Regions from separate parts of the Rattus norvegicus genome. Here region 1 is linked to region 2. Evidence: chromatin contacts called from public Hi-C data. All regions are on one chromosome and are shown on one strand. Each heading gives the region's core, a stretch centred on a gene start, on an enhancer-like site or on the middle of the called end of the contact. The rest is flanking DNA. Distances are from core to core; before and after follow the strand shown. Region 1 overlaps LOC108348835 (a long non-coding RNA gene). Region 2 has its middle 6.5 kb from the start of Trnat-agu23.

What was found. Hi-C and Micro-C count contacts between places; a contact is called where the count stands out from the background.
Region 1: a contact with region 2 is called in a Hi-C map of Schwann cells, with 2.2 times the contacts expected there. The contact joins two enhancer-like sites.

The regions. Positions count from the first base shown.
Region 1 is chr18:78,517,525-78,521,414 of GRCr8, reverse strand. It overlaps LOC108348835 (a long non-coding RNA gene), which reads left to right. Exons shown (of 3, transcript XR_001842172.3): 3 at 1-3,382. Among named protein-coding and RNA genes, the nearest start is that of Zfp516, 54 kb to the left of the region's middle. Within about 2 kb of position 2,519, at least 75 of the 93 cell types and tissues checked have an H3K27ac peak or open chromatin away from gene starts, as enhancers often do. A contact at or near this core is called in Schwann cells, where this site is marked.
Region 2 is chr18:78,419,778-78,423,773 of GRCr8, reverse strand. No RefSeq gene overlaps it. Among named protein-coding and RNA genes, the nearest start is that of Trnat-agu23, 6.5 kb to the left of the region's middle. Within about 2 kb of position 2,598, at least 14 of the 93 cell types and tissues checked have an H3K27ac peak or open chromatin away from gene starts, as enhancers often do. A contact at or near this core is called in Schwann cells, where this site is marked.

The DNA.
Region 1 (3,890 bases), core at 1,270-3,769, 98 kb before region 2:
TTCTTTCTCTCTCTCTCTTTTCCTCCTCGCCCATTGTCTTCTGGGAAAACCCCTCAACCTAATCTTGCAGCTCAATCACCTTTGGCTGTTCCTTCTGTTTGTGTCGGATGCTTATTGTTTCAACTGTTTAAGAACACTGTGGCTACAATTCGAACTGCAACAATATTACAAAATGTGTCAAAAGAATACATGCCTAGATGTAGATAAGTAGATTTCTCAATGTTAAATTAATTCGACATTTTAAAAGCATGGGGGTCAGAAATTCAGAAAAACAAGATGTCATGAAATATAAGTGTGTGTGTGTGTGTGTGTGTGTGTGTGTGTGTGTGTGTAATACACAAACCTCGAACACCATGTATTTTAGACACATCTCCAGTCCTTTCCAAAGCCATCTTCTCAGTGACAAAGACTTTTCTGGAAGCCTTTGGAATAGTGATGGTGGATTGTTACTGTGGTTCAGGCACCTCGGGAAGCTCCAGGGGTTGGGGGTGACTTCCCAGCAGATGGTCAAACCCTCCCTTGGTGCTGGCAGAAATGAGAGTGACAAGGGTGTCACCGAGCTTGAGCACAAGAATTGGGGAATAAGTGGACAGGCCAGGACGTGAGGCTTCAGACAAGGGCTTGCAGCTCAAATGTTCGTCAGACAGTGCAGGGGGGAAGGAAAATGAGCACACATCAGAGAAAGACTCCGGGTAAACAGGGCAACTTTTCCTCATTACGTAACCGTTGTAGAATTAAAGCATGAGAAACCAGACTCTGGGTGATGCATGGCAAGTATAATGACATTCAGCAGACCCTGGCTGTGCTCAGGGCACAGCTCTTACTTTTCACAGCCATTTGTTTGCTGCTTCTTCCCCCAGTGCTGTTACCACCACGTGGAGCCGCTGATCTGTTAGAGAACTGAACGTGTGAAAATTCCGAGACTTTCTTTCCCAGGGTTTCCTGGGTAACTCTGAGGACTGAGAGGAATGGGTGAAGTTACCTGCTTCCCTCCATCTTGAAGGCAGTTCCACTGGCACAGAAGAGCAGGTGTCCTTCCCTTGGGACAGTCCGGGCCTGTTCCCTTTGTCTCCATTTTCTGTTTATGGCTGTGTATGTGTAAGAGCCCAGGAGTACATAGCATGATCAGGTACACCAATCTTCACCCAACCCCTCTGCATTGGCGAGAGAGCTTCCATAGTTTGAAGAAAGGATCCTGCCAGGCCACAGTGGGCATGGCAGAACTCCAGGGAGCCAGTGCTGACAGCTGGAAGGACCCTCCTTTTGTTGACTGGGATCACCAGTCTTTATACTCTTATACCGAGCCCACCTGACAACACTACTATTGTTTTTCTCTATAATGGATGGCCACATAGAAGTAATTCGTTTAGAAGCTGAACTATTTTAGGGAGGATCCCTCACAAAAAAAGTTTTTCAACAAGTCTTAGACAATGTGAGTTTATAGGTAGACAGAGGCCATGGAAAAGAGTTTGGGAATAGCAGAAAAAACCAGAAAAAAAAATGTGACATTTTCTTCAAAGTCATGGAATTTCTAAGCCTGGGTATAGATCGCATCTGTGTGATACGAGGTGAATCATTTGACTCCTTCAGACTCAAGTTCCCCCGTTTGCAACATGACAGTGACTTCTATGGCTGGGTGTGACCGGGGAAGACCCACACAGCCTTCAATTGTGCCTGGAGGCAGACACTGCTCATGAAACAGCTTGGGTGAGGTAAGAAAGTCCCCAGCTTTTCTCCCTCCGTGGTCCTCACTCCAGAGTGACCGAGGTGTTAGTCTGTTGGTGCCTGTGTTTACCGTTTGTAACTTTCTCTTCAGTCAGACCTGAAGAGAAGCAACTTGGAGAAGGAAGGATTTACTCTGGCTCACGCTTTGTTAGATTCGATGCAACAGGATGGGAGTAGTTCCTGGCTGTGGCTTGGGAATGCCACAGGAATGCCACAGAAAGTCAGGAGGGCTGCTCACATCTTGGCTGTGAACAGAAAAGAGGGACACGGAAGAAAACAAGGTCAGGCTGTGAGCCTCAAGGCCCACCTCCCAGTAATCCACTTCCTCCAGCATGACTTAATCACCTCCCAGTTACAACTTCCCCAGTACAGCGCCACCATCTGGGGACCAAGAGTTCAAACATATGAGTGGGGATGGGGGTGGATTTCACATCCAAACAATAACGTGACTGCTGTCCTCATTGTAAATGTAAAAACGATGCTGTCGGATTATTTCACAAATATTAGAACAACTTGATGTTGATACCCGATTTGAAAGAAGAGTGCCGGACTGAACCATTGCGGTTATTCAGCTGATTGGTTAAACTTCTGTTATCTGGGCTTTTGCAAGCCTCCACTTCCACAACTGTGAAGTGGACATTTTTCACCTTCACGCCCAGATAGATTCCTGTGGGGGGAGAGACTGAGATCATTTATGGGCAGGTTTCTCAGTCTGCCTTTCAAAGCTGTTGGGCATCAGGCCCCCACTGGCCTTTCCAGAGCTAGCCAAGTACTTTCCCAATTTTCGAGTGGTTTAAAACGTAACAAGCCAAAGAAATGTTAGCTGGAATGATAGGTCAATTTAACTGACCTCAGATGGTTGCAGAAACAATTCGCTGATTCATTGAATCTGCCGAGCACAGGACTTTTAGTATTTTTCTGTTAAAGGAGATCCCTTTACTATTTTATCGTTTAACTGGAGAATATCTGTTTATAGACAGCTTGTTTGTTCCGAATTGTCCCTTTGTCTCCCCCTCGCTCTGCAGGCTGCTTTTTTAGGGGAAGTGCCCGTGTGCAGGCACCATTTCTTAAGTGTTTTTGGAGGTTTTTTTTTTTTTTTTGACTTGAGGGTATTTATGGACAGGGACTCAGGTTTCAGGGGGGAGGGGTGAAAGGAGAAGAGCTTCGGCCAATTAGAAGGCGCTCTGGCTTAGCTCATTTGCATCTCACAGCCCACTCTGCAGCGGCGCAGCGACTCCCGGAGAATTGTCGTTAGGGCGACGTCGCAGCTTAGCTATGGTTTCCCCGCTGCCAGGGTCCTGCCAGGGTCGTTCGATGATCGATGTTTCTGGAGTGCATGAGGCGCTCAGGCCCGCAGAGCTGTCTGGCGATGGTAAAGTCGCGCCCATCATGTGATCACACCTGAAAAAGACAGAATGGCAATGAGCCTTTTGCTCCCTGGTATCATTGCGCTCAAAAACACTGATTGATAGCTTGCTATTTCTCTTTGGTGCAGTGTGACATCAGGGCCTACAACAGGGCAAGCACATATGAAAAGGCTTTTAATACAAAAGCCCATCCCCCCTTTTTTGCTTTTTTTTTTTTTTTGGTTCTAAAATTGGGAAGTGTGTAACTAGGGCCAAAACTCAAACCAAAACAAAAAGGTATTAAATAAACCTTGAATTAACTGTACTCCTGTATTCATTCTCCCTACATTTTCTGTAAAGACTTTCTTGAGTTCTAATATTTCATGTTTCCAGTTTCGCGATGCTCTCTGGTCACCTCCAGATGTGGCCTATAGGCCCACAATTGAAAATAGATCTTATGTGAGGATCTGCATCAAAGCCTGTAATGAAGGCCAGAAAAGAGTCAGGAACCTTTCTAAACACCCTCTAGGCTGGGGCACTGTGGGGTTCCAGGAGTAATTCTAGAGGGGGGTGGGGTGGGGGGCAGGAGTGGGGATTAAACTTCCAAAATGCAATGTTAATATTTGTTTGCATGAAGCCATTTAAGGAGAAAATAAAAACGGAAAGGAAAGCTCAGATACAAATGTGATTTGTGCCAGACACACCCAGGCCAGAGGTGGGAGGAGTGTACATTTAGCAACAGAGGGGAAGGAGAGGCAAGAAAGGAGACAGCAGACTCCCAACACATTGCCTTCTAGGATGTTTTTCTCTGAAGGCCTT
Region 2 (3,996 bases), core at 1,349-3,848:
CAAATAGGTTAGATGCATGTCAAAGAAGATCTGTCCCTGTAACAGCTCAGTGGCACTTGGGGGGAGTGTGAGTCCTTCAGAGTCTGCTGTCTGTGACTGGGCTGGGCTGTGTGACCCCCTTATTCCCATCAAGACCTCACAGAGGCCTGGGATGGAACTGACGGCACTCCATTGTGCTTGTCCATTGGTAAGAATTATCTTTCCTGAGGGCACAGTCCATCAAGAGGAGGAATCTGTTGTGATTGACAGAATCTGTGATTCCTTCGACATACAGTTAAAAATAACGTACAAAAGAGCTGGAGGAATAGCTTCATGACTAAGAGCACTGGCTGCTCTTGGAGACCGGGGCTTGATTCCCACCACTCACATTGGCTCACAGCTGATTGTAACTCCACTTCCCGAGGATCTGACACTATCTTCTGGCTTCCGAGGGCACCATACATGCAAGTGGTGCACAGAGAAACATGCAGGAAAATTAGCTATACATATTAAAAATAAAATAAAATAATAAAAAATAATAGTAAGAAATAATGGTAGGAAGAGGGCTGGGCGTCTGGGCCAGCATAAGCTTCAAGAGAGACTTTGGCTCAAAGGAGACTAAACCAGGTTGACAAGGCTTTACCTCAGTCGTAGAGCACGTGCCTAGCATTGTGAGGTTGTAGATTTACCCCCAGCACTGAGAAGCCCATGAGCAAGTCAAGGAAATGAACCCCTGGATTCCATAGGAATCCATGGTCTTCTACCTCTGTGCAATCCCACCACCACATTCCCTTCCGGGAGACACAGTGACACAGGTGTTCTCTGTGAAGTCCCTGGGCACACCAGGGCAGGGTCCACCTCAAAGATCAGGGTGGCCAGTCAACTCCAGTGTGACGATGGAGCCTCCACACCCAGTGCCACACCCCCTGTCCAGCTGGTAGGGTAGCACATTAAGTACTCCTGACCCTGGCTTAGCCCCTCCCATTCTTACAGCTCAGACACACATCTCTTTTAATATTTTGAACTACATTGTGTGTGTGTGTGGTGTGTGTGTGGTGTGTGTGTGTTTGTGTGTGTGGTATGTGTGTGTTAAATGTGTATGTGTATGTGTGTGTGGTGTGTGTGTTATATGTGTATGTGTGTGTGGTGTGTGTTATATGTGCATGTGTATGTGTGTATGGTGTGTGTGTTATATGTGTATGCGTATGCATATGTGTGTGGTGTGTGTGTATGTCTGGTGTGTGTATGTGTGTGTCTGGTTGTGTATGTGTGTGTGTTTATCTGGTGTGTGTATGTGTGCATATGTGTGTATTTGTTGTGTGTGTGTGTCTGGTTGTGTATGTATGTGTGTTTATCTGGTGTGTGTATGTGTGCATATGTGTGTATTTGTTGTGTGTGTGTGTCTGGTTGTGTGTGTGTGTGTGTGTGTGGTGTGTGTGTGTTTGTGTGTGTGGTATGTGTGTGTTAAATGTGTATGTGTATGTGTGTGTGGTGTGTGTGTTATATGTGTATGTGTGTGTGGTGTGTGTTATATGTGCATGTGTATGTGTGTATGGTGTGTGTGTTATATGTGTATGCGTATGCATATGTGTGTGGTGTGTGTGTATGTCTGGTGTGTGTATGTGTGTGTCTGGTTGTGTATGTGTGTGTGTTTATCTGGTGTGTGTATGTGTGCATATGTGTGTATTTGTTGTGTGTGTGTGTGTCTGGTTGTGTATGTATGTGTGTTTATCTGGTGTGTGTATGTGTGCATATGTGTGTATTTGTTGTGTGTGTGTGTCTGGTTGTGTGTGTGTGTGTGTGTGTGTGTGCGCTCGCGCGCGCGCGCACGCGTGTAGGTCAGAGGACAACTTGTAAGAGTTATTTCCTTCCTCCTTGTGGGTCCTGGGAACCAATCAGGTACTCAGACTTGACCATAGGCTTTTACCTGCTGACCCACCCAGCCATAACTTCCTCTCTCTTAGTGTTTAGTTTTGAAACCTTGTCCTTCAGGTTTGTAGCTTTGTTTAGCTTTAGAGGTATCAAGAATTCAGTGTGTTGTAAAGGGGTCAGATAATCCCCAACTCCTGAAACCAACCAGACAATCGACATGTATTTAAAATGACATCCTGTTCTCGGGTCACACTTGGTGCTCCCTCCCTGCCCATTAAGAACACTGCTGCAGGCCCACCTCGACCCTCCCCAACAGATGAACTGATCTCAGGAAGCATTCCTGTCCCTGGTAGGATTACCCCTTGACCTGTTTCAGGGAAGCTCTGATGTCAATCAGAGCTTAGTCCCATGGACTTGCAGATGGCCACTCTGTGCACCTCGGAGGAGGAGGCTGAAAGTTGAGTACCGCTTTTCAAAGAGAAGAGCCACTTCCGTGGGGCCAAGGGAACTGCCCAGTGCCCACGCCAGGCAACCCTTAGCAGAACATTTTGTTTCTTCCTTTTTGTGAAGGTAATTCCAGACCCACAGGCGGTCAGTTTGACCCAGCTCCCATTCTAAATACAACAAGCTCTAACCCAGCCTCTGCCCTTTTTGGCAGGCAAATGCCACTTGCCTGGGACTGACGTCAGCAGGCCATTGTCAGCGTAATACTGTGTTACAGGGCAACAAATTTCAACAGCTACTGACTGAGTCAAAGTTGCTTTTTAGCCTAAGCCGTGGGTGTGGTGGCTATGGCTTCACTGGCCCGAACGCCCAGAGCACACAGACATTTCAGAAAACACGATATCACAAACCCACTCTAGGTCAAGTTTATCGAAAGCAAGCATTTCTGGTTAGGTCCTGAAGTCCAAAACTGAGCCTGTGTGTACTCGCTCTCCTAATCTTGATTTCCGTCCTCCTGCATCCCAGAGTGGGCTGTCAGACAGGAAGGACACAGGGATTTGGGCAGACTCTTAAACAGGTGTGAGTCATCTTTCCCTGAAAGATGGCTTTGTCTTTCCACTCTCTTCACAGTTTAAGGGGAGGCAACCACTCTCCAAGGTCAGGTGTTTGAGAAGGCCCCGGAAAAAGCAAACATGGAGGGCATGGATATTTAGTAGATAAATGACCACGTGTCTTACCTGTGTTGGTCATGTTAAATTAGCTTTGTCTAACTGTCTCTCGACTGCCCATCGCTGGACGGTATCCTGGAACTGCCTGGAGATCCCAGTCTGCTCAGAGTTATTATCAGAGCATCTGATGGTGACAGGCTCTAGGAGGATCATAACATAGACTAGTAGATACACAGGTGGGCAGAAGCATGTGGAACACTCCAAGGAGGGTACAGAAAGCAATGTCCAAGAAGAGGGAGCACACACGTTCGTCACACACACACACACACACACACACACACACACACACACACACACGCACATGCACATCCACACATACACACGCACAAAAGCACAGCCAAGGAATAAGAGAGGAAAAGATTTACTCTCTGCCACAGATCAGTTATGCCAAACCAATACTTTCCTTGAACAAAGGAAGCTTGGTGAATAGTTGTCTAACACAACTTTAGCCGCAGGCACACTGCTGAGCGTGCTTATATAGAAGTATTTTGCTGAGCATGCTCAGTCCAGGATCACAGCTGAAGAAAAGCAAGATGGCTTGCTTACTTAACCTAAGGTCCTGGAGCAGGTGTGCAGAAGGTTAAGGTGGTGACAGGAACTCTTGGGTAACTTGGGTAAGGTTTGCTCTCGTGCATCCTAAAGGTGGCAGAGAGGAACGCCCATGCACTCAGTGTAGGGGCTTGGCTTTTGCCAGCTTAACACAAGCTAGACTCGTCTAGGAAGAGAAACCTCAGCAGAGAAATGCCTCTGTCAGACTGGTCTACGGGCAAGCCTGTGAGGTGTGTGATTAACAATTGATGTGAAGGGCCTCACCCACTATGGGTGGTGCTACCCCTAGGCCAGTGGTCCTAGGTAATTTAAGAAAGCTACCTTGAGCAAGCTAGAAAAACAAGCCAACAAGCAGCATCTCTCCATGGTTCCTGCTGCCGTGGTTTCCCTCAGTGATGTGCTGGAATCGAGAAGTATGAGCTGA